Regions from separate parts of the Sus scrofa genome. Here region 1 is linked to region 2. The links are chromatin contacts, called in public HiChIP or PLAC-seq maps. All regions are on one chromosome and are shown on one strand. Each heading gives the region's core, a stretch centred on a gene start, on an enhancer-like site or on the middle of the called end of the contact. The rest is flanking DNA. Distances are from core to core; before and after follow the strand shown. Region 1 overlaps CLEC16A (protein CLEC16A). Region 2 overlaps CLEC16A (protein CLEC16A).

The links. HiChIP or PLAC-seq counts read pairs in DNA pulled down with a chosen protein or histone mark.
Region 1: a contact with region 2 is called in an H3K27ac HiChIP or PLAC-seq map of skeletal muscle, with 5 times the contacts expected there. The contact joins two enhancer-like sites. A contact is called at or near these places in 2 of 2 datasets of contacts at active chromatin or transcription factors (alveolar macrophages and skeletal muscle).

What each region holds. Positions count from the first base shown.
Region 1 is chr3:32,116,014-32,121,923 of Sscrofa11.1, reverse strand. It overlaps CLEC16A (protein CLEC16A), which reads left to right. Exons shown (of 25, transcript XM_021086617.1): 8 at 350-524; 9 at 1,875-1,928; 10 at 5,320-5,433. Among named protein-coding and RNA genes, the nearest start is that of CLEC16A, 39 kb to the left of the region's middle. Within about 2 kb of position 2,648, at least 10 of the 83 cell types and tissues checked have an H3K27ac peak or open chromatin away from gene starts, as enhancers often do. A contact at or near this core is called in skeletal muscle, where this site is marked.
Region 2 is chr3:31,951,316-31,957,483 of Sscrofa11.1, reverse strand. All of the region lies in intron 23 of CLEC16A (protein CLEC16A), which reads left to right. Among named protein-coding and RNA genes, the nearest start is that of SOCS1, 73 kb to the right of the region's middle. Within about 2 kb of position 4,188, at least 39 of the 83 cell types and tissues checked have an H3K27ac peak or open chromatin away from gene starts, as enhancers often do. A contact at or near this core is called in skeletal muscle, where this site is marked.

The sequences.
Region 1 (5,910 bases), core at 1,399-3,898, 170 kb before region 2:
AGGGATCTTACTGCTTAACCTGGTGGCTGCTCTTGTTTGAAATGGCTCGCTAAGGGCTTCCCTGGGTTTTGCTCTGCTTACCCATTTTGTCTTGGGCTGCGGTGGTGCTGGTGGGGTGAGTTGTACTGAGGCCCCCAGAAGATGGGGGGACCCTCTGAGTCCCCTAAAATCGATTGTAGTGGACCTGTCCTTTTCCTCCTTAACGCACCAGTAGGGCCTGGCTAGGTGTCTCTCGAGACTGGCCCACATATTTGTGTGTGAACTGAGGGCCTCCGGGACCTAGTGTCAGGCTCTTGGTTCTGGGCTCTGAGCTTTGGCTCCCGGGCTGAGGTGGGCTCTCTCTTGGCAGGCACCGGAATCGGGGGAAGCTGAGTGACCTGGTGGCCGAGCACCTGGACCACCTGCACTATCTCAACGACATCCTGATCATCAACTGCGAGTTCCTCAACGATGTGCTCACGGACCACCTGCTCAACAGACTCTTCCTGCCCCTCTACGTCTACTCCCTGGAGAACCAGGACAAGGTGGGCAGGTGGGCGGGGCAGGCGGAGAGCCGTTGCTCTGAGGAGGGCTGGCCTTCGAAGGGACCAGGGCTTTGCCGTTCTTTTCCTTTCCTCTCATTTCCCCTGATGGGTTGAGGGAGAGGGCGGGAGGCGGAGAAAGAGAGAGAGAGGCAGTGAGTGCGTGTGCGTGGACTGTGAATGAATGAGAAAAGACTACTGAAATCAGAAGGAAACAGGAAACCTCCACAGATTTAGGGTTTTGGTTTCTGTGAGTCCTCCTGTTGAGGTATTCTCATCCCTGGTGGCGGAGTTTCTTGTGTCGCCACCAGAGTTCATTGCCTTGGAGAAGATGCAGCCACCGAACTCGCCCAAGATGGACAGTCACCTAGGAGAAGGGCCCGGGGCAGGGACTGTGCCCAGTCGGCTCGCGGGGAGAGGGCTGTGGAAGTGCTCGTCCTTGGGTGCCCTCCCTCCGCTCAGGGCCTCGGGCAATGTGCATCTGGACTGGGCCAAGGATCTGCATGTTTAACCCACCCCGCCAGGCGAGTCTGAGCTGGTGGCTCATGGTCCCCTCTGCGAGAAATGCCACTTCAGGGAGGGAGACCCTCCGCCAGCACCTCCCCAGGTTCAGGGGCAGAACCAGCTGGTCACTGCAGGGGCCCCGGCCTGTTACACGCGACCCACGGGGGTAGAGCTTTCTTTGTGGAGGTGGCACATGGGGATTCCTGTTGAAATCAGCGAGAAAAGAAAGTTGTAACCCTCATGCGATCTCCCCAAGGCAGCTCTGGAGACAGAGGGAGAGCATGGGGACGGGAGCTTTCAGACCTGAGTTCACACGGCCTCTTCCCTCTCCCCGCTCTGCCACCGGCAAAAGGCAGTCATCTCCCCGGAGCAAACAGTGTCCTGAAGGTCCTCTCAGGGCTGGCGCGAGGTGGAGCTCGTGACGCCCGTACAGATGAGGGGCCTCCTGAGACCGGGGACCCCTGAGACCAGGGGCCCCAGCCTCTCCCACCCCCGCCTTCCTGAGGGTGGGCCTGGGGCCTCTCCCACCAGCGCTGGGGCCAAGCTGGGGGAAATTAACCCTCTGGGTAATCTAGGACCTGGTTCTTCTCTGGACCACGGTCAGCGTCTAGTCCATGACTGAGGGTGCAGGCTTTCTCAGGTGGAAGCAGAGCGGCCTCGTGGATGGCGTCGGATGGGATTAGGTTGCGCGTCTCCTTTGCAGGGCGGACTCTGCCACCAAGAGAAGAAGAGCCGGGGGTCTTGGAGGAAGGGGGGGAGGTGCTGGGCGTCGCTCCTTCAGATGCATGGCTTCTGTACCCTCCGTGCGTGACCGAGCCCTCTCTCTGTCTCTTCCCCACCCGTCACCAGGGAGGAGAACGGCCAAAAATCAGCCTGCCCGTTTCCCTGTACCTTCTGTCACAGGTATGTTTGCCCTATCGCCCGTGTCCCAACCACATGGTGACGTGGGGTCCGGGGTGGGGGGCTGCTGCCTTGCGGAAATTTCCCAGGCCACTTTGCCCTGTCTTCTCTCTCCATGTCCCCACCTTGAAATAAAATAACAAGACAGGGAAAAGGGGGTCCATTTTCCAGACACTGCTGGAGGCGCTTTGTATTTTTTCGTGGTCGTGCTTGGAAGTGTGAAGAGAAGTGAACAATAAATCAAGCCTGGCACATATGTACTTGGTTTTTACTGTGGGGACTGAGGTTTCCGAAACCGCCAAGGAGCGTTCTGAACACCCTGGAAACGTCGCCCGCGCGGGTCCTGTTTTCGGCCATTTTGACCGAAACCCCGAACCGCAGGCCCCGACGTGTAAGTGCACAGCAACTGTGCCTTCACAAACTTCCATCCACGAGGCCGCTCTTCAAGGCTTTTATGGTGGTTTTAGTTCCGAGGTTACCTTCTGGAAGGTATCTTATAGCAGCCTCAGTCCCCAGATGTGTGTCTTGAGCCAATTTGTCTGCCTCCCCCTCTTAAACAAGTGTGTTTCCTTCTCGTAATTATGTAATATTTACAAGAAGGGAAAAACTCCATGGTGACCCAGTTACATAACTTTAAAAATATTTTTATTACGAGCAGTCCAGACTCTCAGGCCATCTCATTAGACTGTCAAGTAGTCAGACATTTGACCCGAGTTCTGTTCCCACTTCTGCTGTGGCCTGGGTATTTATTGGCTTTGCTGAGCGAATGGCCTTCTCACTTGGTCTGTGGGCCATTTCGAGTCCGAGGAGGGCTGTCTGCCATTGCCCTGAGAAGAGAGATGCTGACTCGGCCTCCTCCTGGCGGCCAGGCCAACTGGGACCGTTGCGTGGCCACTTCCCCATCACCCAGGTCTTGTCCCTGCGGCTCTGTTTGCTCGGGGCTGTGCGCTGGTGCCGACTCTCTGAATGCCCCTCTGTGCGCCCAGCTCCGTGCAGAGCCCAGCCCCTCCTGGCAGCTGTTTCCACCGCCTCCTTACGGATCCACTGGCCTCTCCTGCCTGGGATTCTGGAGTCTGGCAGGATGCGCGCAGGCCAGATGCTCAGCTGCAGGAACCCCGGGGCAATCGGCCGCCCTCAGGACCCTTCAGCTGCTGGAGCACCCCGCGGAGCCAGCCCCACTTTTTCTCCGAGAACCCCCTTTTCCTGCTTTCCTAGTAAGGGACCTAGGGGCTAGTTTCGGTCTCTCACAGAAGCGCTGTCTCTGGCGTCCCAACTCACATAGTGGAGCTTTGCTCCCCACCCTGCGTTTCCCTGTGATTTTATTAGCCAGTTGCCTGAGGATGTAAAAACCTCAAATCAGTTCTAAATCCTGGTGCTTAAGCTCTACATCAGAACATCCTCAGAAGTTATTTTATAAGCATCACTACTAAACCAGGAAAATTTACATTGATGACGTTAACTCAGTGTGAGGGACGCTCTCCAACTAACACTGAACCTCTTGTGACACAAACAGGATGGCCCAGTCTTTTTTGTCCTTTTATTTTTGGGGGGGGTCCTTTTTAGGGCTGCACCCGAGGCATATGGAGGTTCCCAGGTTAGAGGTTGAATTGGAGCTGTAGCCACCAGTCTACACCACAGCCACAGCCACACGGGATCTGAGCCAGGTCTGCAACCTACACCACAGCTCACAGCAATGCCGGATCCTTAACCCACTGAGCGAGCCAGGGATCGAACCTGCGTCCTCATGGATACTTGTTTGGATTGGTCACTGCTGAGGCACCATGGGAACTCCTGGCCCAGCTCTTTTGAGTCTGGCCCACACACGCTTCCACGTACCTTGTGACTGTCGGCTCCACCACTCCCAGCCTTCCCCATCCATAGCGCAGGAATGGCACCATGCATGTCCACCCTGGCCTCTGTCGGGTGGGCTTAGTAGATAGATGCCCACTGAGTGTTTGTGGACTGAATTCCTTTGTCATCAGTATGATCACTGTTGCTTGAAGGCCCGCCCTGGGCCTGGGCTAACCCGCTCGATCATACTGTACAGTCTATGATTGGCAGTGAGTGTCTCCCCCATGTTTTAAAAACACCGTGCTGTTTTTTTCGGTAGGTCCCACATTTGGTTTTTCTGCCTGTACCTTTAATTGAATTGTATTTATTTTTGGCACAATGTGTTCATTCTGCTCCAACAGTACAAAACAGCATGAGGGAAAATCGCCCTCTTACCCCTGGTCCCACTCCCAGAGGCAGCCAGTGTTTTAGTTTCTGCCTTTCCCTTTTTTTTTGGTTTACAATATTTTAAAAATATTCAGTCTCCCAATTTCTATCCCCAAAGACAATTATCATTGTCCTTCCAGAGACGTTCTCTGCCAGGGGTTTTCAACTGGTGGTGATGTCACCCCGCCTCCAAAGGACACTGGCTAGTACCTGAAGACGATTCTGCTTGTCATGACGCGGGGAGGGGGTGCAGCTAGTATCCAGGGGGTAGAGGCCATAAATGCTGCCAAATATCCCACAATACACAGAACAGCCCCCCCCCAAAGAATTATTCCCAACAATAGTGCTGAGGATGGGGAGCCCTGTTCCCCATATACATGAGCAAATACAGACGTGTGCATACCCCGTTGATGTACCAGCGGTCAACACATCCCACGTTGTGCTGCGGGACCCGTGTGGCCTTCACATTTTAAAACAAGCCCAGGGGTGTCTGAGCCAGCTTTGCGAGGCAGTTTCGGTACCCAGAATTCTCAAGCCATTCCTTTGAACCTCCGGCAACAGGCCGGGGCAGCCAGGCCATCTCAGCAGCCGGCCCTTCTGATGCTGCTTCCTGGCCCAATGTGGTCTGTCTCTTTGGCTCCTGCAGCTTCTCCTCCCCACAGTTCTCACCCCTGCCCGTGCTGCCCTGGAGTCCCGGTGTGCTGAAGCCCACCGCACAGGTCAGAGCTCGTTCCAGAGATGGCATCTCTGAGCAGCGAACCTCTGCCAAGTCCTTGATTGGAACCAGGCTTGCCGGCCCCTTCTTCCGTGTAACTGAAATATTGGGCCCATGCCTCCGAGTCTTATCGTAATCGGATTTGACGCTAAAATGCCCTTGGAGAGGAAGGAGTGCGGGTTTGGCGCTCCTTTTCCACGTCGCCCCACTTCAGGCGGCTTTGGCTGCAGCCAGCCGTGAGGGACAGTCTCACTTTAATGCACTTCCCTCTGCCGCCGAGCAGCCAGCCAAATAGTCTGAACGGAGGGGGCCCAGCTGTTGAAGGAGAAAAGTATAATTGGTTTCCCCTAAATGTGACCCGTTCTTTGGATTCGGCATCCCTGGGATTGCTGCTTCATCGAGGAGGAGGAGGAGCCGAGGGCCCGCACACTTTAATGCACTTCCCTTTTTTCCCCTCGCCAGGTCTTCCTAATTATACACCACGCACCCCTGGTGAACTCGTTAGCTGAAGTCATCCTGAATGGCGATCTGTCTGAGACGTACGCTAAGCCCGAACAGGATGTTCAGAGAAGCTGTGTAAGTCATTAGTGTGGGGACCATCTCAGGACCCCGATAAGAGGCCATTGCTCATGGGGTTAATGTGTGTCTCTCTAAAACCAGAAACCAACATTCTGCTTGTATAGCACCGATGAAGCATAAACCCTTCCGGGATTCAGGGAGCCTAATCGGAGCATTGACGTGCGTACCCAGAAAGATCTGGGGTCGAGCACGAGGAGGGGATCTGACTGGTCGCATGTCATTGGACGTGGCATTGCACCGTTCTGGGTCTCAGATTGTGTTTCTGTGAGACACCGTTACTGGGTCAGAATGAGAGAATATTTTGTCAGAGGCACCTGCATCTGCAGAGGCGGGATGCGGAACAGCTGTGAATGACACAGACCCCATGAGGTGGCAGTGGGGAGCAGTGGGGACTGTGGCACATTTGAGCGTGTACGTGTCCTTTGTGAGCAGCTGCTGTTCTGCACGAATATGGATGCGGTACTGCCAGGCCTT
Region 2 (6,168 bases), core at 2,939-5,438:
AGCCCAATCTTGGTCAGGCCCGGTGCAGCTGGGAAGTTCCATTTTCATGTTGTGTGTGCCTGGGTTTCACTGTGGAGAAGAAGCTTCGAGAAGTGTTGGGACGCGGCCTTCTCTTTCCGGAGCGAGGCCCCATCTCCAGCCAGGCAGCCGGATCCTCCGGAAAGACCTGTTGGGGCCGAGGCCCAGGACGCTGCGAGGGGACGGGAGTCTTGCCCATGAGCTGGCATGTCACGACAGCTAGGTCACCTGGGACGGTGTTCCTTGAGGTCTTGGCTCCCGGGAAGCGCAGAGCCGGTGGTGACAGCAGCATCCCCTCGCTGGAAGTCATTCTGGTGTAGCTTTTCCCTTGCCACCCACCTTTCTTGTTGGACGGTCAGGGTTCAGTTTGCGTTTTAGTGGCTTTCGTAGTATCTGTGGTGTTTGGGTTTAGCTTTTACAATATAAGCCACCTCAGATCCTTCCTGGAAGCAGGTGTCAGAGTCTGTAAGGGATGAGGCTATGACGTCAGTGCCGTGCAGTGCTCAGAATACCTGAGGTAAATTCCTGTTTTTTTTCCTTTGGCTTTTAGGGCCACACCCACAGCACATGGAAGTTCCCAGGCTAGGGTTCAGAGCTACAGCTGCCAGCCTACGCCACAGCTCCTGGCCACGCCAGATCCTTAGCCCACTGAGCAAGGCCAGGGATCGAACCTATGTCCTCATGGATACCAGTTGAGTTTGTTACCACTGAGCCACAACAGGAACTCCCCTAATGTAAATTCTAAGCCTGTGGGGTTCCTTCCTCTTCAGCTCTCTAAAAGGTCCCTGTGTGGAGTTCCCTGGTGGCCCAGCAGGTTAAGGATCCAGTACTGCCATCACTGTGGCTTGGGTCACTGCTGTGGCAAGGGTTTGATCCCTGGCCGGGAAACTTCTGTATGCTGAGGGCATAGCCAAATAAATAAATAAAGTCCCTGAGGGATCCCGTGGTGCTCAGGCAGTTTTCACATTTTCCAGTTTTCAACCCGAAACCGTTGCACTTCAGTGCCGTAACCAACATCGGTGGAGAAATCATAGCGTGCAGACCAGCCCGGGCTCTGGGCAGACGGCAGAGGTCAGCCGAGGCCTCCCTGCTCCTCGGAGGTTTAGGAAACCTTTGGCTCAAACCCCACGGTCCTCGAGCCTGCGCACGAGCAAGCCCTCCCGCCCTTCACTCTCTTGAAGTCCCTGCTGCTTCCAGGTCTTGCCCTCACGTGTAAACCTCTGCGTGGCCCGGTGTGAACCCAGGGGGAGACTCAGACCCCTCGCTGGTGTCCACCCAAGATAGTCCACATGCAGCCCCCAAGGAAAGAGTTGAAGCGTTGACTCCAGAAGACGTGGGGGGTCGTGGGGAAGTCACCTCCCCATCTCAGTTGCCCCTTCCCCTCTTTCGCCTCACTCCACCACTCCCTGAGTTCCCCCAGGAAGGACAGGAATGTGGCATAAGTTATCAACAATTTTCAAATCAGGAGATTTGACACCAGTTGGATTCTTCACCCACTGAGTCACAATGGGAACTCCTACCTCTTTCCTCTTAAGAAGCCTTCCTAGAAGGCCAGCGTGTCACTTTCATTCCTATCTCATTGGCCACAGCTTTGTCAGTCACACGGCCAGACCTAGCTGCCAGGTTCTGTAATTGCAGATGAGGGGAGAATAGGTATTGGGGGACAGCTCACAGTATCACGAACACTGTGAACCCCGGAGGATTCCAGGCACTAGCTCTTAAAATAATGACAGTTGTTGCCCAAAACAGCGAAGCATCTTTGCAGTCAAGTTTCTATGCCCTACTTGGGCACATGCCTTCCTTGGGCTGATGAGGCCCCAAGGCTGCACAGGGCAGGCTGAGCAAGCACAAGGGAAAGAACAGTTAAACCCCACCGGCTGCAGACACTCTTGCCCAAGCTGGCCCTGAGCTGTGTGAGCCTCAGAGGACAGGGGAGGGATTTGTGAAGACAGAAAAGAGGCAGAAGGGAATTTCAGGCCAAGGGAACGGCCCCGCTTAGGCCAAGAGCAGCAGCTCTTGTCACACAGTCTGAGACCTACCTGAGCTGCTGGAGGCAGATGGCCCCATCGTCAGGCCCTCCCCCCACCCCCACTGACTGGGGAGGTGAGAGGTAGGGTCCGAGGAGGGAGCTGTTGAGAGGTCCCTGGGGGTTGGAACATCCCCAGGTCCTGTGGATTTGACCGAAAATCCCAGGATAAATAGCAGAGCTGATTAACTGAAATGCCTGCGAGCAGCAGGCAAGTCAAGTTGGGGAAGAGAAGGAACCAGCTCCCTCCCCACCTCCAGTCGCTGCCACGTGGGGATGGGGCCCAGTGATACCAGCTCTGTTTTATTTTTTTGTTTTATTTTTTTATTTTTTGTCTTTTTTTCTTGCCTTTTCTAGGCATATGGAGGTTCCCAGGCTAGGGGCTGAATCAGAGCTGTGGCCGCCAGCCTGCACCAGAGCCACAGCAACACGGGATCCGAGCCGCGTCTGCAACCTACACCGCAGCTCATGGCAATGCCGAATCTTTAACCCCCTGAGCAAGGCCAGGGATCAAACCCACAACCTCGTGGTTCCCAGTCAGATTCATTAACCACTGAGCCACAATGAGAACTCCAGCTCTTCCTGTTTTATAAGAAGCCAGAAATCCAGACTCATATGTAGAATCTCCTGGGGTGTGGATGGTGGTGCCTAAAACAAGCAAACAGTGTGAGCAAAGCAAAGCACATCTGGAGTTCCCTGGCGGCTCAGCAGGTTAAGGATCTGATGTTGTCACTGCTGTGGCTCGGGTCACTGCTATGGTGCAGGTGTGATCCCTGGCCCAGGAACTTCCGTGGCCACAGAAATAAATAACTGCAACACATCTGCAGGCCTCTGGGCTGCAACTGGCTGGCCCTGGCCCCTGCCTCCCATGGCCACCTGTCCTCACGGGGAAAGCTTTAGTGGGTGTTCCACGTACAATGTTATAGGTGCCCAGCACATATGTCCAGGGTGCACTTTTCCGGGTCCTCTCCTTTGCCTGCCTCCCAGGGAGGTCGTGGGCTTCAGGTCAAGTTCAGGTTTATGGGTAAAGAGAAAACTACCCACCGTTTAAGCCGGGAGATCCTCACCAACTGTATTGTGTTTCACGAAAAGACCCAGAGGCCCCTGAAGGAGGGGGGGCTTGTCCAAGGTGAAAAGGCCCCGTGGGCAGAGCTCGGTCGCGCCCTTGGGGTTCCGACTCCCAGCTCAGCACTCCCTCTCTCAATGGGTCTAAAATAGAAGGCTGACCTTTTGGTGGTATTTTTGTGCTCGACACATGCCAGAGAGTTACTCTTGAGTTCATCTTCCCAGAGTAACTGTCAGAAAGGGGCCAGAGGGCAGCAGGAAGACCCCGGCCTGACCCTGTGGAGCCCGGACTCCTGGAAAGCAGGGGATGCCTGTCCCCGCTGGCCCAGGTCCACCTGCTGGGAGCCTCATGCCTGGCCAGCCCGGGGAGGCCCTTAGCGAGAGCCGGGGAGAGCGCTTTGGAGTCCGGAGCCGGTCCCGGGGCTGTTAGGGCCTCCGGCTCTGGCCTGTCCAGCTCCCAGACAGCTGGATGCCTTCTTCATCCTCCATCCTTTCCCTGGTTTAAAATAACATTCAGAGGGGGAGTCTTGGAAAATTCGGACAAGCACAACAAATGAAAGCTCAGCATAAACCACCCGCTTCTGCCACGACTTCGGCTTGAACCCCTCCAGTCTGCTCCCCATGCAAGGAGGAAGGCAGAAGCGGGATTTGGTTTGGTTTTGCTTTTCTCTTTTTTTTTTTTCTGCCATGGGACATGCTTCTTCTAACCTTCTCTCATTTACTGTGTCTTGAGCGTTTCCCCCTTACGTAATCCTTTCCACCAGCAGCGTGTTTGACCATCTTCCGCATCCAGCTGCCGCATGGGTAGGGGCTCCCGTTCCCTGTCACACCCCCGTGCTTTCATCGCCCGAGCAGTTCCTGCCACGGCCCCCTCAGCAGCGTAAATTTCTAGATGCGGAATCAGCCGGCTGGTGTGAAAATCCATACGGCCTTTGATATGCGTTCCGCAGGCTGTTCTTGAGACATCCTCAGGGAGGGCCAGGAATTTTATCTGCTGGGCAAGCTCTCAGGGAGGCCGTCTGCCTGTGCCCTTGTCCCGTGATCTCTGGCACATCTGCGCATTTGCAAGGACTTGGCAGCCCGTGCATGTTTGACTCACGCCCAGAAAGCCCCTTGGCGCCTCTGCCAGAGCCAGCTCATCAGGAACTGGCTTCCAGGGGTGAAGCAAGAGCAGGGGAGGCTTCCGGCTGCAGGCGCTGGTCCTGAGTTTTCTGCCGGGGCCCCCCAGCCCCCCGATGGGTCACACCGGCTCTCAAAGTGTTGCCCCCTCCATGTGGGAAGGAGCCCCATGAAATTGCAAGGGGAATCTGGACACCTTGCTAAAAAGCAAACCAGAAACATTGCCGAGCCTTTCTGGTCCTTGTGCCATGGAAAGAAGGGAGGTGGATTTGGGAGGGCCGCAGGGGAGGGAAAGATGCTTTCAGTTGCCTCTGCTGAGCTGGACCCGCCAACAGGTGGTATCGGCGGTTGGGGATTTTTTTTTTTTTTTCCTATTTAACTCTGAGCACCTGCAGGAGGTGCACTGTATTTTTTTGTCAGTCTGTGGCTTGACCTCTGGTCTGTTCCCCAAATGAAGAACCCTTAGTACCCTGACTGCAATCTCAGCATCTTCTCTGCTGCACACTCCACCCAGCGAGTCTCACAGTAACAAACCAGGGCTTTAAAAAAAGCGAGAGAAAAGACGTGTGTCTCGGGAGAAGGGGCCAGTGACAGCCACATCATTCGTCTGTTTGGGCTGGGGCGTTGTCAGCGTAAAAGGCTGAGGCGCAGCCCTGTTAGCACACTCCCCCACCCCTCTGTCTACGGTTCTGATAAATAAGCAGCTCAGGAAGAGCCATCCTGACATTTTGATTTGTGAAGGAGTGATTCATTTTCGAGGCAGACAAACAGCTGGTAAACTTGGGGGTTTACCACTTGAAGTGATTAAGCCCTAAGCAGCTATTAGGCTGGTTCCATGGGGCTGTGGCCGCCTGCCCCCCGGGAATCTTCCTGACGGGTGTTTGGATTTGCCTTGATGTGTGCCGTCGTTAATCAGAGCCCACCACACACACACACACACACACACACACACACACACACACACACACACACACAGGGTTTATCACATAATGCCTCTTCCTGAGAACTCCAGCACGTTAATCCTGCTGTTCTTGGCACGGAGCTGTCTGTGACAGGTGGGGGCAGGGAACTCAGCCACCAGGCTCCCTCCAGGCCTCACCTCCACATGCCGTTTCATCCACCCGAACGGGGCGCCTGGCTGGGAGTGTACATAGGGATCCAGCTTTTAGGGAGCTGATCCTTAGACAAGAATAACTTCACACAAATAGGACAGAATAGCTCCTCCGAGGTGGCCGGGTATGGGTTCCCCAAGTCCTGAGGTGGGGACAGAGCAGGGTGTCCCCTCACATCCTCCCCCTCCCCAGGCCTGCCCACCAGTGGGTGAAGGGAGGCAGCCTCAGCGAAGTGGGGAGACTTGCCCGGGGCCCGCCCCATGGCCTGTACGTGGGCAGATCTGGAGGGAACCCAAGCTTTCCTGGGGCCAGAGCCGCTGCCCCGGACCCTTCCAGGCTGTGCATACAGTTTCCATCAAGGGCCAGGGGGCGAAGTGCTTCAGGCTGTGTGAGCTATGCAGCCTCTCTGGCCACGACTCAGAGCTGCCCTGTAGCTTGAAAGCAGCCACCAGCAAAGCGTCGGCAAAAGGCATGGCTGGGTTCCAGTAAAACTTTGTTTACCAAACAGTCGGCAGCCTGCAGTTCACAGACCCCCGCTGACACCCTGCCGCCTTCCTGAGTCTGAGAAAGGCGTGGTCAGACCTAGAGAACCTGCTGGAAGAAGTTGTCAGCAGGCGATGGGCCGCCTGAGGTTCAGGTGGCACAGGTGGCGAGCATGAGGTTTGGGGCCGGGGGGGGGGCGGGGGTGTGCCCAGCAAGTGGGGAGGCTTGATGTGACCCACCGGGAAGGTCAGGGTCCCGGGGCTGAAGCAGGAACCACCAGTTCTGCATGGGCTCCTGGGGTCATAGGTGAGATTCCATGGAAGCTTTCATGTGTTTAGTCCATAA